3 separate regions of the Mus musculus genome follow, and regions 1 and 3 are each linked to region 2. The links are chromatin contacts, called in public HiChIP or PLAC-seq and promoter capture Hi-C maps. All regions are on one chromosome and are shown on one strand. The core of a region is the stretch at or near the end of the contact, and the rest is flanking DNA. Distances in the headings are between cores, read along the strand shown.

What was found. Promoter capture Hi-C pulls out the DNA fragments that hold promoters and counts their contacts. HiChIP or PLAC-seq counts read pairs in DNA pulled down with a chosen protein or histone mark.
Region 1: a promoter capture Hi-C map of hippocampal neurons shows a contact between it and region 2, with 4 times the contacts expected there. The contact joins the enhancer-like site here to the promoter of Prickle1 in region 2. A contact is called at or near these places in 13 of 39 promoter capture datasets (the 3T3-L1 cell line, the HPC-7 cell line, the SN4741 cell line and 9 more), 5 of 484 Hi-C or Micro-C datasets (the HPC-7 cell line, the P5424 cell line, nephron progenitors and 1 more), 11 of 115 datasets of contacts at active chromatin or transcription factors (the NIH/3T3 cell line, the SCID.adh cell line, SST interneurons and 8 more) and 1 of 9 other capture datasets (embryonic stem cells).
Region 3: a contact with region 2 is called in an H3K4me3 HiChIP or PLAC-seq map of the SCID.adh cell line, with 12 read pairs. The contact joins the enhancer-like site here to the promoter of Prickle1 in region 2. A contact is called at or near these places in 13 of 39 promoter capture datasets (the 3T3-L1 cell line, 3T3-L1-derived adipocytes, the HPC-7 cell line and 9 more), 1 of 15 datasets of contacts at CTCF or cohesin (the NIH/3T3 cell line), 2 of 484 Hi-C or Micro-C datasets (nephron progenitors and uterus), 11 of 115 datasets of contacts at active chromatin or transcription factors (the NIH/3T3 cell line, the SCID.adh cell line, SST interneurons and 7 more) and 1 of 9 other capture datasets (embryonic stem cells).

What each region holds. Positions count from the first base shown.
Region 1 is chr15:93,774,158-93,776,857 of GRCm38.p6, forward strand. No RefSeq gene overlaps it. Among named protein-coding and RNA genes, the nearest start is that of Gm41386, 63 kb to the left of the region's middle. Within about 2 kb of position 1,279, at least 19 of the 459 cell types and tissues checked have an H3K27ac peak or open chromatin away from gene starts, as enhancers often do. A contact at or near this core is called in the P5424 cell line, hippocampal neurons, stem cell-derived neural progenitor cells and 1 more, where this site is marked.
Region 2 is chr15:93,594,536-93,597,235 of GRCm38.p6, forward strand. It overlaps Prickle1 (prickle planar cell polarity protein 1), which reads right to left and starts at 1,367. Exons shown (of 8, transcript NM_001033217.5): 1 at 1,159-1,367.
Region 3 is chr15:93,791,386-93,794,085 of GRCm38.p6, forward strand. No RefSeq gene overlaps it. Among named protein-coding and RNA genes, the nearest start is that of Gm41386, 80 kb to the left of the region's middle. Within about 2 kb of position 1,391, at least 9 of the 459 cell types and tissues checked have an H3K27ac peak or open chromatin away from gene starts, as enhancers often do. A contact at or near this core is called in the SCID.adh cell line, where this site is marked.

The DNA of each region.
Region 1 (2,700 bases), core at 29-2,528, 180 kb after region 2:
GGAACTATTGTTTCAATTGAAATGAAGTGGAAGGAAAATAATCGCCCTTCTTCAGCGTTCTATCAATGGTAGCCATTATGAGAGAAACAGTTTTCATGGATTTAATTAGTTTGCATCCCAGATGTTAAGTGCTTTCAGCTATTGAATTTATAGTTTATTTTTATTCAAAATGGCTTTGAAAAAAAAATTTCCTAACCAACCTCACTTTTTGCCCATTCAGGAGGTATTTATTCTATTTTTTTCTCCCCTTCCTCCCTTTCACACTAAAAATGACTATTCTTTGTCCTTTGTCTGCAGCTAGAGCAGGCTCACTGTATGCCTGTCTAATGAGGAAATGGTCACAGGGATGTTGATGGCAGTCAGACCCCTTCACCACTGTCGGCCTTCTCTGCTTGGTGACAAAGACTCTGGGCTGTGTCTGTAGCACACGTGTTCCTCTGATGGCCTCATTTAGGATACTGTTGAAATAAAGCTTGCTACAGCAATGCCCAATGGCACGACTCATAATTAGTCTGAATAACATTTTCCATTTTAAACCCTGATTTTTTTTATGGGATTTACTGCTTGGCCCATAAAATCTCGTTCTAAACCGAGACCTGGCATAATTTTTAGCATAAGCAAATATACCGTAGCTATAAATCACGAGCTCCAGTCTTGACCCTAGAAGGTGAAGAGCAAGCTCACGTGAACCAAGGCAGAGGCAACAGGCTTGGGTGAGTGGCACAGGGTCTTTGATGTCGCTAGTGTTGCTCCCACGCTGCCCAACATCAGCAGCCAACTTGGAACAGGGCAGTGCCATGATGATTCAGAGAACGGACTCCCAAGGAACACGCATCTTTTTGGACTTGTGCATGCGTACACAGGTGTGCCTAGATCATGAACCGATTAATGACTTTCTAGAGAAGACAAGAATGGCGTGAATTAGGGCACCTTTCCCTTTTGGACTTGATATGGCATGATATGAGGCTCTCTGAATAAAGTTCTTAAGGAGGGATGGTATGTTTTGTGATCAAACATGCCTGGTTGGAATTCCAGCACCTGTTTTTATGTCCTCCGGGTCCTTCCATCACTGAAAGACACTGGCCGTCAGCCACCAGAGTAAACATTCTTATTTCAAGTCCTTTACCCAGGGTCAGATTTTGCCCTGTGCTGCAGTGGCTCTTCAAGCAGGTCCCCCGAGCAGCACCTGTTGCTCTGCAGCTCATTACAAATGGATACTGGGACCATTCCCAGGCTCCGCTGAACTGGAAACGGTGGAATGATGCCCAGAAATCTGTCTCTTAATCACTGATTCCGATGACTGCCACAGTTAAGAACCACTGGTGCGGTGGCTTGGACGAAGTGCCCTGAGATCACAGAGACTTTTGCCGCAGCTCAGATCTTGAATGACTGACTCCCAACTCCTTTGTGTTCAAGGCATGCCCTCAGCCTTTAGTGCTATTGGGGGTGGTAGAAATTTTACGACATGGGCCATGTGGAAGGAAGTTAGGTCACAGAGACACTGAAATCCTATTCTTTCTCCTCCCTGCTCCTGGCTTCCTAGTTGCTCATCGTGAGTAGCAATCGTGCACCCCCATGCTCTTGTCCTGAAGTACTGCTGCACATTACATAAAACCAACACAGGCTGTGCACACACAACCCGGCTCTATCGCTGGGCTCTCTAATCTTTGGCACTCTTTAACCTCCCTGACCCTCAGTTGCTTTAGTTATAAAATGGACACAATAATAAAGAATGTGAAAATAAGCACCTTATAGAGTTTCTAAAATTTATTTATTTACTTATTATTTTTTTGAGCCAGGGAATTTTGGTTTCTTTTAAAAACACAGAAAGATTATAAGAATACGTTTTCGTTTTAACCCCAAGTGGGATGGATGTGGGGCTGCTTCGGGTTGTGAGGGCAGCTGTTGGTGATGTGCCTCGCGATCTAGCAGAGGCATGTTTTTGCCAGCTGCAGATAGTTTTTGTGATTGTGTGATGTTTGAAATTCTGGGAAGGTTTCAGGGGGCCTATAAATGAGACCATGAGCGCTAGGGCCTCAAGACATGGGGTAGATGGTTGTTGGTCTTTCAGAGGGTTTGGTTTCAGTTTGTTAGTAGTTGAGCTCAAAGAAGAAACAAGAAGAAAGGAATTAGATTCAATTAGACTCAAGTCTCTCCCCCTCTCCCCTCTCTCTCTCCCTCCCCCTCTCTCCTACCCTTCTTTCCCATTTCCTCCTAAGGTGAGACATGGGGGGCAGGATAAAGGGTGGGGAAAAAAGAAACTCCAGAAAGTAGCAAAATCCATCTACACCAGCCTCTCATTTTACAAAGCCCTGGCTGGCCTGGAACTTGCTAGGCTTGGCTGACCTTGAATTCACAGAGAGACCCACCTGCAACTGCCTCCCATGTGGTGGGATTAAAGGTGTACACAAGCCACCATGCTCTATCTAACATTTATATTTTACTATGCATACAGCAGATTTCCTTCTAGAATTTTCACATATACTTGGTTTTGAAGAATCCTCCTCCTTCTCTTCCCACTCTCCCTATCCCCCTCATCCCCTTCTCCCCCTCCTCTTCCCCCTCCTCCCCTCCCTCTTCCCACTCTCCCTATCCTCTCTTCCCCCTCTCCCCCTTTTCCTCCCCTGTCCCTATCCCCCTCCTTTCCCTCCTCCACTCCTCCCCCTCCTCTTCCCACTCTCCCTATCCTCTCCTCCCCCT
Region 2 (2,700 bases), core at 117-2,616:
CACACATCTGGAGCTAGAGGAGGGCAAACCTTTGCAGCCCTCACTCTGTCTACACCTTGAGCCTGTCTGAAGAGACAGATGAAGTTTCTTTCGTCCGAAAGTACATTAAAAATATCTGATGGCGAACCATGTCAATTATATAACATCAGCGCAGACACTGCCTTCCCAAAGCGCTGATTAAAACCAGGCGGCAGACAGAACTGTTCAGGGACAGATAGGAGATACAATTTCATCAAGTATAATTTGTCATTCATAAAACCTACCCTAAAAGCCACAAATGCAACATTCTTTTTTTTTTTTTTTTTTTTTTTTTTTTTTTTTTTTTTTTTTTTTTTTTTTAAACAGCACAAGTGCACTTGGGCTCCGCCAGCGATTTTTACACATGCTCCTTTTAGGCCGGTTCGCGGTGCGTTCTTCTCCTTGATCCTGGCTGCAGTTCTGCCTCTGACACGTTTTAAAACCAGGAACCAAGTGCGTCAGGCTTAAGACTCTGAGTCCTACAGGGGCGGGCTGGGACTCAAAGCTGTGCCAGCCGTCCCCACGACCTCCCGGGTACACCCCCCGTCTTCAGTCTCCCGAACGCAATCTGTGGACAATTTTCCCAAAGTCCCAAAAATAACACGGCCCTGCCAATAGTCGTTGGCGATGCCGTTTGTTTTTCTTAGAGGGCAATGAAAACTCAACAGCTTTCTGCTGCATCCCGAGTCCCGCTCCTGCTAATTATTAACAGACCTAGTTTCTTCAACTTTTTCTGCCAGAAGGGAGGACGTCGCGGCTCCCCTCCTCTCCCACGGGCGAGCTGCGTGCAGAGCAGGGGTCTCCACCGAGGGCAGGCTGCGGCTGCCTCTCCAGGGCAGGCAGCCCTTCCCGGGCACGCTAGGCGCCTAGTCTCCCCGCCGACGCCAGTAGGTGACAGGCGATCCTCAGCCACTCACCCTCGCCTCCCCGATCTCGCGTGGCCGGGCTCCGGGCCATGCAGCTGGCCTCGGCGCAGGGGGAACCTGGCTGCCACGCAGCACGAGGGGGCCGTGTGCCCAGCCTCTAGGCAGCCACAGCCCAGCAGCTCTTCTCGTGCGGTCCCCGCGCTCCCAAACCGCCGGACGTCCCACCCCGCGCCGTGACAACGCGGCCCGAGCCGCGGCGCCCCTCGCCACTCACCCCACGCGCGAGAGGCGGCCGCGCGGTCCTCGGCGGTGGCGTTGAGAGCTGCGGTCCTCCGCGTCAGGCGCGCTCCCGCGTGCGCAGCCCCGGGAGCGTCCGCAGCCGGGCCCGTAGCGCTGCGGCCGCGCGGTCCAGGTCAGCGCAGGCGGCGCGGGGCTTGCAAGGTGGTGGCGGCTCCCGGGCCGCTGCTCGGCTGCAGGCGGAGTGCGCGCTCCAGTCCCGGCCGCTGCAGAGCACCCGCCCCCGGCCGTCGCGCCGGCGCCAGCGAAATCCCGGAGCGCGGACGCAGGGGATCCAGGCGGCTCTGCGCGCCCACGCGCACAGTGCGGGGCCGCGATCCCTCCCGCGAGGCAGCACCGGCCGGGCTGCGGTCTGCAGGCCCGCCAGTCTCCGCCCCGCCCCGCCTCCGATTCTGTGCCCTTTTTAATGCTGTTGCCCAGGTTCAGCCAATAATCCAGATGGATTGATTGCCAGATAGGAAAGGTGAAGGAGAGGAAAAGGCGAACCCAATTTCCTCTGATCAAACACTTTGATGGGGTCCCTATTAGGGTTCCCTTTCCTTTGGGGGCGTGTACAGAGGGCACGAGTTAATTAAACTCTGAATTCCTTCCGGAGCTCTCGCCTCTGATAAACCCACCTGGACTCGATCCTATTTTGTGTAATTCCCCAGACTGGCCTTACTTAAGTCAGCTCCACAGCCAAGGGGTGAGATTTCAGATCAGGAAGGCCAAAGTGATCGTTTCAAGGAAAAAGCCTGAGGGTTACAGCTGAGGACCCTCGAGGACCGCGGTGTCTGGGGCCAGGACCAAGTTAGCAGGGTGCACTAGATGCAGGGTCCAAAGCCTTCATTCCACCATGAGGATAATTTTTCATTGACCAAGCCACTCTCCGTGTTTTCACTGTACCCGGTTCCCAGGGCTGGGCTGGGCTGGGCTGTCAGGCTCAGTCGCCCACGGTCAACAGGGACTCTGGCTGTTTCAAAGTTCTGCCCTGACATTTGCAGGGCCCCTTAAACCTTATCCTCTTACCTTCTCTACTCCCGGATCTGTGGAATGGACACTATGATCCCATATCTCAGAGGGCAGAGCCCACTGCAGCTGGTAATGACAACTTGACATGTGTCCCTACAAAGCTGGACCTTTGTGGACCTCCCTATGTCTTCTAAACCTTCCAAGATGCTGAAAGAAGCATCCTCCAGGACGAGAAGGCTTTGAGTGTTGCGAGTAGAGAGGATGACCTTGATTGATGGATTTGTATCTCTTTGAGGATAACCAAAGCTGACCGACCATTTTAGGACTTTCTCTGGTAGCAAGCATTTTCCATTTCTTTGGTGGCGAAGCAAAGAGAGCTTCGTTAAAAATGAAGCCAATGGATTACGAAGATGTAAAGTGACGATAACTAAAGTCAAACGAGGGAGCTCCAAAGCTAGAGTCTGTTTTCCTCACCTCTTACTCCTCAGTCGGTTAACATCCTGGATGCTACTGACTGGCACAGGCTGCTGCTATTGAAACCCTCTCCCTCGTGACCCAAGCCTTTTCG
Region 3 (2,700 bases), core at 141-2,640, 200 kb after region 2:
CCTCCTGACATTTTTCTATCAGTCTTAGAAGTCAAGAGCTGTAGGGGCATCATCTGTCTGGCCCAAACACTAGCCGTCTGTCTTCATCCAACTTCTTTAATTTTTAAATATTTTTGATGAATTGATCAAAACATTACAGTCAAGGTTAACAGAAGTTCAAATGAGTTTCTGACTGAGAAGGGGTTAAAGAGACTTTTTTTCCATTTAGCCTCAAATTAGCATTCTGGAATGTGAAGAATGTTTTAAACACACTCAAGCACACACACACACACACACACACACACACACACAGGGCTGGGGCTGTATATTATAATATATGGTAACTTTTTAAAATGTTAGGTTTCATATCACATCACACTGGAAATTAAGAAACCCATTGTTTGAAACTTCAGCATTTAGATCCTTACTTAAGCACTAGTTATGGCTGATTTAAAGACAGAGGTGGGACCACTAAAGGCCTTGCCTGTGATGTGAGTCTCTACTTCTGTTACTTTTTATGATGGCTTGGATGAGCCAAATTCCCAAGCGTTGGTCTGAAGATTTAGGGCCCACGTTGCTATTTCCTTTGGACTGGCAGGGCTTGGGCTTTAATTTCTTGGAAGACAGAAGAAAAAGAAAAACAGAACAAACAGAGCTACAAATTGTTTTTCAGTCTGCCCCTTGTTGAAAAGGCTCTTTGATATTAAGTAGGTTTCAAGAACTACAAATTCCACCGTGGAAAATTGACTCTGGGTCTTTAAGAAGATGAGGTATAGTTGACGTTTCATCTCAGAATCTCTATTGGCTGTTTAGCATGGCTCCAGGAGGGAGACAGTGATTTTTGTAGGGAGATGGAGTTTTTTGAGGGAGCAGCTTTCTGGGGGATGGGCAAGCTGGTTGTGCTCGCAGGCAATGACATAGCCCCACAGAGCCTTCCATCCCCACAAGGCTCCTCATACGCCCCAATTCTTCGCACCTGGAAACTCCCGTTTCTCTCTATTTGTGTGGTTAGGCCACTGTAAACTGTAAAGCTGCTCTTATATCTGTATCTACTTCTAAGAAGCCTGGACAGAAGTCTTGGTCACAGTGTTGGTGACCCACAGCCATAAAATTATTTTGTTGCCACCTCACTACTATAATTTTGCTGCTGTTAGGAATCTTAATATGAATATCTGCTATGCAGTATATCTGATATGCGATCCCTGTGGGGGGAAAAGTTATTTGACTCTCAAAGGAATAGGGACATATACATTGAGAACAACTGCTCTAGCCTCAGGCTCTCAAGCGCTGGGTTTACAGGTGTGGTCGTCAGTTAAAATGCTATTCTCAGTCACGGGTTAATTGATCTCTTCCAACCAACCCAGCTCTAAGATGCTTTCTTTCTGAAAAATGTCAGCCAGCCAGCAAGCAAGGGCCAAGCAACTGGTTTCCTTCCCTTCTGGTTTTGACAAGAGATGGCTTGATAGATAGTCCATGCAGCAAGAAGGGGATGTGGGCAGTGTCGTTGATGAAAGCATCATCTTTTCAGGATAAACGTGTGCTGTGTGCCTTATGTTTGTTTCTGCCCAGAGTTTCTCTTATAAGTTAGGTGATTTCGATTTTTCTGATAATAGAACAGAAAAAAAAAAAAAAACAAAAACCAAACCCAAACAGTCAAGGTGGCTCATGGCAGCTGAGAACCCCAGTGTTAGAACGAGCAAGGATACAGAAATCAAGACAAGGAGTTTGTTAGATAGAAGCCTGCCTATGTCAGTACAATGGAGCCTTTCAGACATACGCCTATACCCTCAGGCAAAAATCTATGAATAGTCCCAAACATCTCTCACTCCATTGGAAAGCTCATTTAACAGTGTTATAGTTATTTAATTACATCTCAAGTTCAGGAAGATATTGGAGCGCAGCAGACAGCTTGGGCAAAGACCGAAAAGACTGAGACCAAATGTACTGTCATACCTGAGATTGCTCCTTTAATATCTACCATCTATCAATCATTTATCTCTGACCTAGCTATCATCTGTCAATCATCTACGTATGTGCATATGTATGTATGTATCTATGTATGTATTTATCTATGTATGTGCATATGTATGTATGTATGTATCTATGTATGTGCATATGTATGTATGTATATATCTATGTATGTATGTGAGTATATATGTATGTACATGAGTATGCATGTAGGTATGTGAGTATGCATGCATGTACATGAGTATGTATGTATCTATGTATGTGGGACTATATGTATGTATGTGTGTATATGCATGTATATATGAATATGTGTGCATATAATTGTATGTATGTGCATATGTATGTATGTATGTGCATATCTACTTATTTTGATCATTAGCTGTCCATCATCTATTATTGATTCAATTCTTTTCTGTGGAATTAGAAAGCTTTACAGATTTCCAGTAATTGTATACAGCTGGTATGATATTTTTCCAGGCTAGATATTGTTAGAATATATGTTTATGTTTGGATTTTAAAACATCTTAAAAAAAAGAGCTACCTTTTTGAAAAAATGTCAGCAGTAACTTTGATCATTGATCTAAAGAAAATACCCTTTGAGATAAACCTGCTATAGTGTGAATCCGCCAATCATGAATATAAAAAGCATGGATTTTGTGTGTAGTGGGTGCTGGGATTCTAGGGGCAAAGGCATACACAAATTTGAAATCAGGTCTTGTAATCTTCTAGTTAACAATTTTGCCAGTGGCTATG